Regions from separate parts of the Mus musculus genome. Here region 1 is linked to region 2. A link is a contact called in public HiChIP or PLAC-seq data. All regions are on one chromosome and are shown on one strand. Each heading gives the region's core, a stretch centred on a gene start, on an enhancer-like site or on the middle of the called end of the contact. The rest is flanking DNA. Distances are from core to core; before and after follow the strand shown.

Region 1 (3,613 bases), core at 866-3,365, 92 kb before region 2:
TCACCTACATACACATAATTTTAAAAAAAGCTTTTAAATAGTAAGCAATAAACTCAGGATCTTAGGTGGGAAAATAGAAAAAGAATTCTAATTGGAAACTGATCAACCTGGCATAAAACAAAATACAAAGCTAAGCATAATGTACAGCAAATGAGATCATCTTGTTGACCCCTTATTTACTTACTAACTGAAGTGCGACGAAACTTATGAACATAGCCACAGTAATAGTGACTGCAATCTTGCATGCCATGCCTGTCCATATAACTCTTCTCAGGAGCCAGAAACACCAGATCATTTTCCTTTGGGTGAAGCTGTTTAGCAAGTTCAGATTCGTTCAAGTAAACTATGAAACAAAAATTGGCATTTATGCAATTTTTAACAGATTTCAAGATCAATTACGAGAAATTAAACCTTTGCACTAAGTTCCAAAGTATAAAGTCCTGATGAATTCTCTCTATATACTGGAAGGGTGACCTAAGCCAATAAAAATGTAAAAATCTGATGCAGACCAAACAGTGGCAGCTGTGGTTGCCTATATATGACCTGTCCAAGATCAAGCTGCTTCAAAAGTCCAGCATGGAAAGGAGGAGGGCTCCACAGGTCCCACCACTAGCTGAGGAGTTGCAGGCAATTGATGGTTATAAGGGAGGAAGGGTCACTTTTCTTTAGGAGGATGGACACTTGATAAGATTACACAGGTTCGCCGGGCAATGGTGGCACGTATATACACGCCTTTAATCCCAGCACTTGGGAGGCAGAGGCAGGCGGATTTCTGAGTTTGAGGCCAGCCTGGTCTACAGAGTGAGTTCCAGGACAGCCAGGGCTACACAGAGAAACCCTGTCTCAAAAAAAAAAAAAAAAAAAAAGATCCCACAGGTTCCAGTGGATGACCCCACATCCAGGCACAGAAAAGTAGCACCAAGTGGCCTTAGAGAGATGTAAAGGAATCAGCTGGGTGGTGGTGGTGGTACGTGCCTTTAATCTCAAGGCAGATAAAGCTCGTGAATCCTAGCCAGCCTGGTTTACAGAATTCCAGGACAACCAAGAGCTATGCAGAGAAATCCTGTCTCAAACCCCACTCTACCCTCACCCCCCACCCTCCAAAAGTACAAAGTAACATGCACTGGCTGCTCTTCTTAGAGGACCTGAGTTCACCACCCATTCACCACTCCTCTTACCTCACTTAGGACCAATCAACTTAAAAGTCAGCTGATAGTACTAAGCCTTCACCCTTGCCATCTTACTTTTGAACTTGGCTTTTCCTTTAAAAAGCCTGCCCTAAGAACAGACTAGTACTACAACTGGGATCCTGGGTCCTAATAAATCAGTCTTGGGGTGTGCATTAAATAAACTATTCTCGCTTAACTGAGATGGCTGTTTAATGGTTTGTGTGGCAATTCCTGAACCCCAACATTTTATGTATATAAATCTTTGGCCTGCATGATGTATATATGTGTACCACCTGCATCCCTATTGGACTCTAGAACTGGAGTTATGTATGGCTGTGAGCTACCACATGGGTACTAGGGATAGAATCTGGATCTTCTTCAAAAGCAACAAGTACTTTTTAACTGAGTTCTCTCTCCTTCCCTGTGACCCTGAACCCTTTACCCTTTACCTTAGCCTCTCAAGTGCTAGGATTATAGCATGTGCCATCAGGCCTGACTTTTTACTGGGTTTGTTTTTAATATAAGATTTTTCTGTGTAGTTCTGACTGTCCTGGAACTCACTCTGTAGACCAGGCTGTCTTCCTGCCTGTGTCTCCTGAGTAGTGGGATTAAAGGTATGCTCCACCACTCCGCCCAGGTCTTTCTACTGGTTCTTAACCACAGAGTTCTCTCTTGTGTTCTCCAATTTCAAAATCACAGGCTCAAGAAACTCAGAAATAGATCTAAGTACACAAAGATACTTTAAAGCTACTAATGGCATTCCACACAAGGGATATAAAGTAAACAAGACTAGGAAAATAAAGCAAGCACTACAATAAAAAGGTTCACATCAACCGAGTCAGCTGAGCACTAAGAATGGAGATGAGGCAGATGGTACAAGTCAATCAGAACTATGAACAATCAATATTGTTATGTTAATGCAAGCAGCAAAAGACACAAGTGCAGAGACTGTAGAATTCCATTCTTACAATCTGTAACAACGGCAAGAAGAGACAGCACACCAGAGACTCACAAGAACAAAACCAGGAGGAGAGGGAGGGGTAACTAAAGAAGCCTAAGTAAATGTTTCAGGGGGTGGGGGGTGGGGTGGGGTAGGAAGCCCCTCTCTTCAATGAGGGAGCTCAACTTCTAAAAGAAGTAACTTTAACATATCATACAAAGGACTGGGGAGGGACGTAGCTCGGTCAGCAAAGTGCTTATCTCACAACCACTGAGGACCTGAGTTTCAAACCTAGAACTCTCAGAGAGAGGCTGGGCATGTTACAGGTGGGGCAGTGGAGGGCTGCTCTTTTATAGGACATGGGTTCAACCTCCAGTACTCACATGATAGCTAATAACCATCTGTAACTCTAGTCCTAGCAATTCAACATCTTCTGCCTTCCACACCCTTACACACACCATTTTGTTTTTTAAAAGATTGGTCATGGTGAGACACGCTTAAAATAATATAGTATGGTTAAGCAGGAGACTGAGATCCCTCTGGCTCACTGGCCTGTCAAGTCTAGCCTAACTGGTGAGTTCCAGGACAATGAGATCCTACTTCAAAACCTAAGGTTGTTCTCTGGCTCCCATAGGTGCTATACACACAAGCACACGCACATGCACAAGGAAAACACTGAATAAACCTAACCATAGTTGGGGTTGTAAAAACTATCTTTAACAAGAAATTTTCAACTGTGTTACAATATAGCTCAGTGATGGAATACAAAGGTCCTAGGTTCTAATTCCAAAATCCCAAAACAAATTAAGAAAAAACAAACAAAACAAACAGGGAAGAAAAAAAGGGGCACAACACAGATTGTGGAAAACAGTAACTTCACAGAAGATACTCAGCAATCAAGTGATCAGACTGAGTTGCCACCAAGAAAAGCTATTCTTCTGTTCTATTTTTACCAAATGCATAAAACCTCAAGTCTAAGGTAACATCTGGGAAACAAAGAGTGTGTTCTACAAACTAACTGGTAGAAAGAACATGCAGTGAAGACAGGCTGAGGAGTGAACTACGCTAGACCACTGGGGACTGAGAGGAGACAGCACAACTCCAGATGTTTGGACTTTAGACTGGATCCCAGGACAGAAAACAGGCATCACTGGGACCGCAGCTGTGTTATGAATGAGGCCTCTCTCATACTCTGTACTAGAGCAATGCTAACCCCTGATTCCATCACTGTTCCATGTATGTGAGATTTTAACATGTGAGAAGGCTTGTTGAAAACTCTGTGGAGTCTGAGTTCTACATTTCTGTAAACTCTAAAATTTGAATGTGAAAAGTTGGTTCTTCCAACCCAAGTTCCCGGGTTCATCACCTAACCCACTATAAACCCTCTTCCACGAGAGCTGCTTCCTAACAATATCAGGGTTTGCTTCACTCACAATCCACAAGAGTTCGACAACTACAAAACCAGCTCTACCATAAATGTACTAGTATCTCCGTGGATATATTA
Region 2 (3,730 bases), core at 851-3,350:
AACTCCCCCTCTGTAGACTAGGCAGACCTTATACTCACAGATATCCAACCGCTTCTGTCTCCTGGGAGACAGGATTAAAGGTGTGTACCACCACACCCAGCCAAAAACAGTGTTTCAGATTTCTTCTCACTATCTTTATGTTCTGACCTGTAGTTTGTTTTACTAACAGACTCGGAACCAATCTCTCTCTCTCTCTCACTCACTCACTCACTCACTCACTCTCTCTCTCTCTCACTCTCTCTCACTCACTCACTCACTCACTCACCAGAGGCTTCAGCCAACCTAGATGCTAAGCACCTTTCCTATAGAAGGTACCTAACATACTGGGCAGTGCACAGCAGCTGTAAAAACTGTGTTTTGGAGGGAGGAGGCCATGAAAGAACACTTGAACCTACAAGGCAGTTCCTTCACCTTCCATGGGGTACCAGAGCTCTGTTTTAGACCTTCCTCCCTCAGAAATATCCCCCATCTGGAAAGTGGTACCTAGGGACGCAGGGGACCCTTTCAAAGACTTTGCAAGGTATGACACAGCAGGAGTGAACTAGGGCTAAGGATCTAAGACAGTCTTACATAATCACTGTAGCCCCAGAACCTAATCTGGTTCTGCTTAGTAGTTTTCATTTTTTTTGGCATGAATTAATGCTTTCCTTTTGGCTGTCCCTGTGCTGAGAACAGAAGGAAAACCCACAAGTGGGCAGTTGGGCTGTATTAAAATCACGGCTGGAACCAGAACACTCTCCAGAACAAGTTCTGTTTCTCTAGACCCGAGTGTCCCCTAGGGTAGCTACTAGCCAGATGAAGTTATTGAACACTTGAAATGGCGTAGGACCAAACTGTAAAACGGAAATGGATATGCTAGCCATCCATCAGTCTCTTCCCTGAGCACCACTGCCAGAGCTCCCCTGGTTCCTGACCCTCCTAGGAGTCATCATTAGGAGTCGGGTCCCTATTTTCCTCCACATCCTTATTGTGATAACACATTTAGTTACTCTTTTATTGGGGGCTTTTGTTTGTCTTTTAAAGCTGTTGAGCTCTTTTTGGGCCCCAGAGAAATTTTTGCCAAGGGCTGAGGTCACTTCGGTAACAATTAATTACAACCACTTTTCCTGAACCTTGTTTGTAATTAAGAAAAAAAAAAAGGATTATATTTTGTGTGTATGAATGCACCTCCTGTCTGCTGGGTGCTCGTGGAGGTCCCTAGAACTTAAGTCATAAATGGGTGTAACCTACTATATAGAACTGGCTGCTGGGAACCAGGCCCAAGTCTTCTACACAAGCAACAAGTGCTCTTAGCCGCTGAACCATCTCTTCACACCCTTACCCAATCTTGAGGAACGAGAGGGATTTATGCATTAGAGCTTAATTATTTATCCTCACTAAATGCGCAGGAAAAAGGGTGTAAGTGGAGAAGCTAAAAGTTTAAACTCCGGTCCTATGTTTGTGCAAGTATTTTACTTGCTAAGCCATCTCCTCAACCTCAACTCTTTTGTCTGTTATTCTTCGTGTAAAATCAACATCCTTTCAGACCTCCAGGGCCTTCAGGTCCTCATAACAAGGTCTGGCCCTTGCAGTTCATTTCTTGACATCCTCTGTCTTGGGAAGTGTTCCGATTTCCTAACGGCCTCGCGATGCCGTTAAGCCCGATGACTAGCCTCGGTGCGAAAGCCACTTTATCAGGGTACAGTCACGGACTCCAAACTGGGTCCCACCGTCCCTTCCGCACAAACTTCCCAAACAGCCCGGCAGTTTCTCGAGAAGCGCTCAGCTTCAACTACGGAGCGGAAAAGCGCCTAACCCACTAACCCCACTTCCGGCCCCGCGCAACCTCCGCTCACCACCCTAGCTTCTGACTGACCCTGCTCTGTCCCGGGCCGGCGACCGGAGGAACAGACTAGAAGGAACCCGCGGGCCGCGGCCTGGCTCCCAGGCCCCCACTGCCCCCGGCGGCGAGGAACAGGCACAACCGCCTCAGGCCGCAGCCTCACTCGGAACGTGGCACCAGCGCAGCCGCCCGCCACACTTGGGGCGCAGAAACTCAAGGAAAGCTCATCCAACCTACCCAGCGACAATGTAGCGCTCGTCTTCCAACCCGGAAGTGTTGTTAGGCGGAAATACTGTACTGACTTCCGGCCAGCTGCGCATCCGGCTGCCATAGTAACATGGAGGCGCGCAAGGATTGGACGCATGCGTAGTTGTCTATCTATGGTCGTGACGCTACGTATAGGATAGAGAAAAAGAGTGCCCTTCTAATTAAGCAACCCAGGCAAATCCCAGCCCTCCAGAAGCACAGGCAGGTATATGTGAGCTTGAAGCAAGCCTGATCTACAAAGAGAATTTGAAGCCAGTCTATACAGTGAGACTCTCATAGTAGTAGTAGTAGTAATAATAATAATAATAATAATAATAAGCCAAAACTTAGCTTATAAGCAGCCAGGCAGTGGTGGCACATGCCTTTAATCCTAGTAGAGGCAAGGCAGATCTATGAGTTTGAGGCCTGGTCCAGGACAGTCAAGGCTACACAGAAAAACCCCATCTCGAAAAGAAAAAAAAAAGTGAAAAATGTAATTGAGCCATCAAATTAGAGCTAATATCTATACCACTGGAACGTTAAAACAGTTACATTTTTGTGTGGTGATCATAAAAGTTGAAAGCTTTTCTCTTGTTTATTTGAGACAGGGTCTCATGTAGCCTAGGGTGCCTTCAAACTCACCATGGACTTCTCATTCCTTTGCCTCTACTTTCAGTACTGAGATAACAGGCAGGTACCATCATACCAGGTTTTATGCTGTGCCAGGGACTGATGCATGCTGAACAAGCACTCTACCAACTGAGCCGTATAGCAGCCTAAAAGCTGTCTTCTTGACTCTTACAACAATCCTATGTTGTGGGTATCTGTATTAGGTAATACTGTCTCAGTCCCTTCTTTTTTTTTAAAGATTTATTTATTTATTATATGTAAGTAAGTACACTGTAGCTGTCTCCAGACACTCCAGAAGAGGGCGTCAGGTCATGTTACAGATGGTTGTGAGCCACCATGTGGTTGCTGGGATTTGAACTTCGGACCTTCGGAAGAGCAGTCGGGTGCTCTTACCCACTGAGCCATTTCACCAGCCCTCAGTCCCTTCTTGTAGTGGGAAAATTTGAGGCTTTTGGTAAGATGATCTATCTGGTCCAGGGTTCCAATCCATGCTTTCCCCTCTACTATTCTTCTTTTCTTCAAACTACTGTGGGTTCCTCTGTGTGAGCTACTAAGCACCTTTGATTAAAATGGGCTGGAGAGATGGTTTAGTGGTTAAGAGCACTTACTGCTTTTCCAGAGGACCCAGGTTCAGTTCCCAGCACCTATGAGGTGGCTTACAGCTGTCCATAAGTCCAGTTCCAGGGGATGGGCTCCAATGCCCTCCTCTGACCTCTCGGGCACTGGGTGTATACATATGGTAGACATGCATATCATGTGCAGGCAAAACACTTATATACATTAAAAAAGTAAATCTTGAGGAAAATACCTAAAAAAAAATAAAATTAAATAAAAAAAAAGTAAATCTTTAAAAAAATGCACAATTTGCCAGCTGTAGTAACAAATGCCTGTAATTCCAGCATTTGTAATGCTGAGGCAGGAGGATCACAGGTTTGGGTTACATAGTGAAGCAATCTGGAAAAACTGTAAGCAAACACACCGAGTCAGGCTTGTCTGAGCAGCTGGAAGTTTGCGCTGTCTGCTTTGGTACTG

The links. HiChIP or PLAC-seq counts read pairs in DNA pulled down with a chosen protein or histone mark.
Region 1: an H3K27ac HiChIP or PLAC-seq map of embryonic stem cells shows a contact between it and region 2, with 12 read pairs. The contact joins the enhancer-like site here to the promoter of Ttf1 in region 2. A contact is called at or near these places in 8 of 39 promoter capture datasets (the HPC-7 cell line, HPC-7-derived erythroid cells, embryonic stem cells and 5 more), 1 of 15 datasets of contacts at CTCF or cohesin (CD8 T cells), 29 of 484 Hi-C or Micro-C datasets (the AML12 cell line, CD8 T cells, Th2 cells and 15 more), 12 of 115 datasets of contacts at active chromatin or transcription factors (the 230-238 cell line, CD8 T cells, bone marrow-derived macrophages and 4 more) and 4 of 9 other capture datasets (adipose tissue, embryonic stem cells, liver and 1 more).

The regions. Positions count from the first base shown.
Region 1 is chr2:29,150,668-29,154,280 of GRCm38.p6, reverse strand. Setx (senataxin) reads right to left here. Exons shown (of 26, transcript NM_198033.2): 12 at 185-343. Among named protein-coding and RNA genes, the nearest start is that of Setx, 27 kb to the right of the region's middle. Within about 2 kb of position 2,115, at least 5 of the 459 cell types and tissues checked have an H3K27ac peak or open chromatin away from gene starts, as enhancers often do. A contact at or near this core is called in embryonic stem cells, where this site is marked.
Region 2 is chr2:29,058,633-29,062,362 of GRCm38.p6, reverse strand. It overlaps Ttf1 (transcription termination factor, RNA polymerase I), which reads right to left and starts at 2,100. Exons shown (of 12, transcript NM_009442.2): 1 at 2,060-2,100.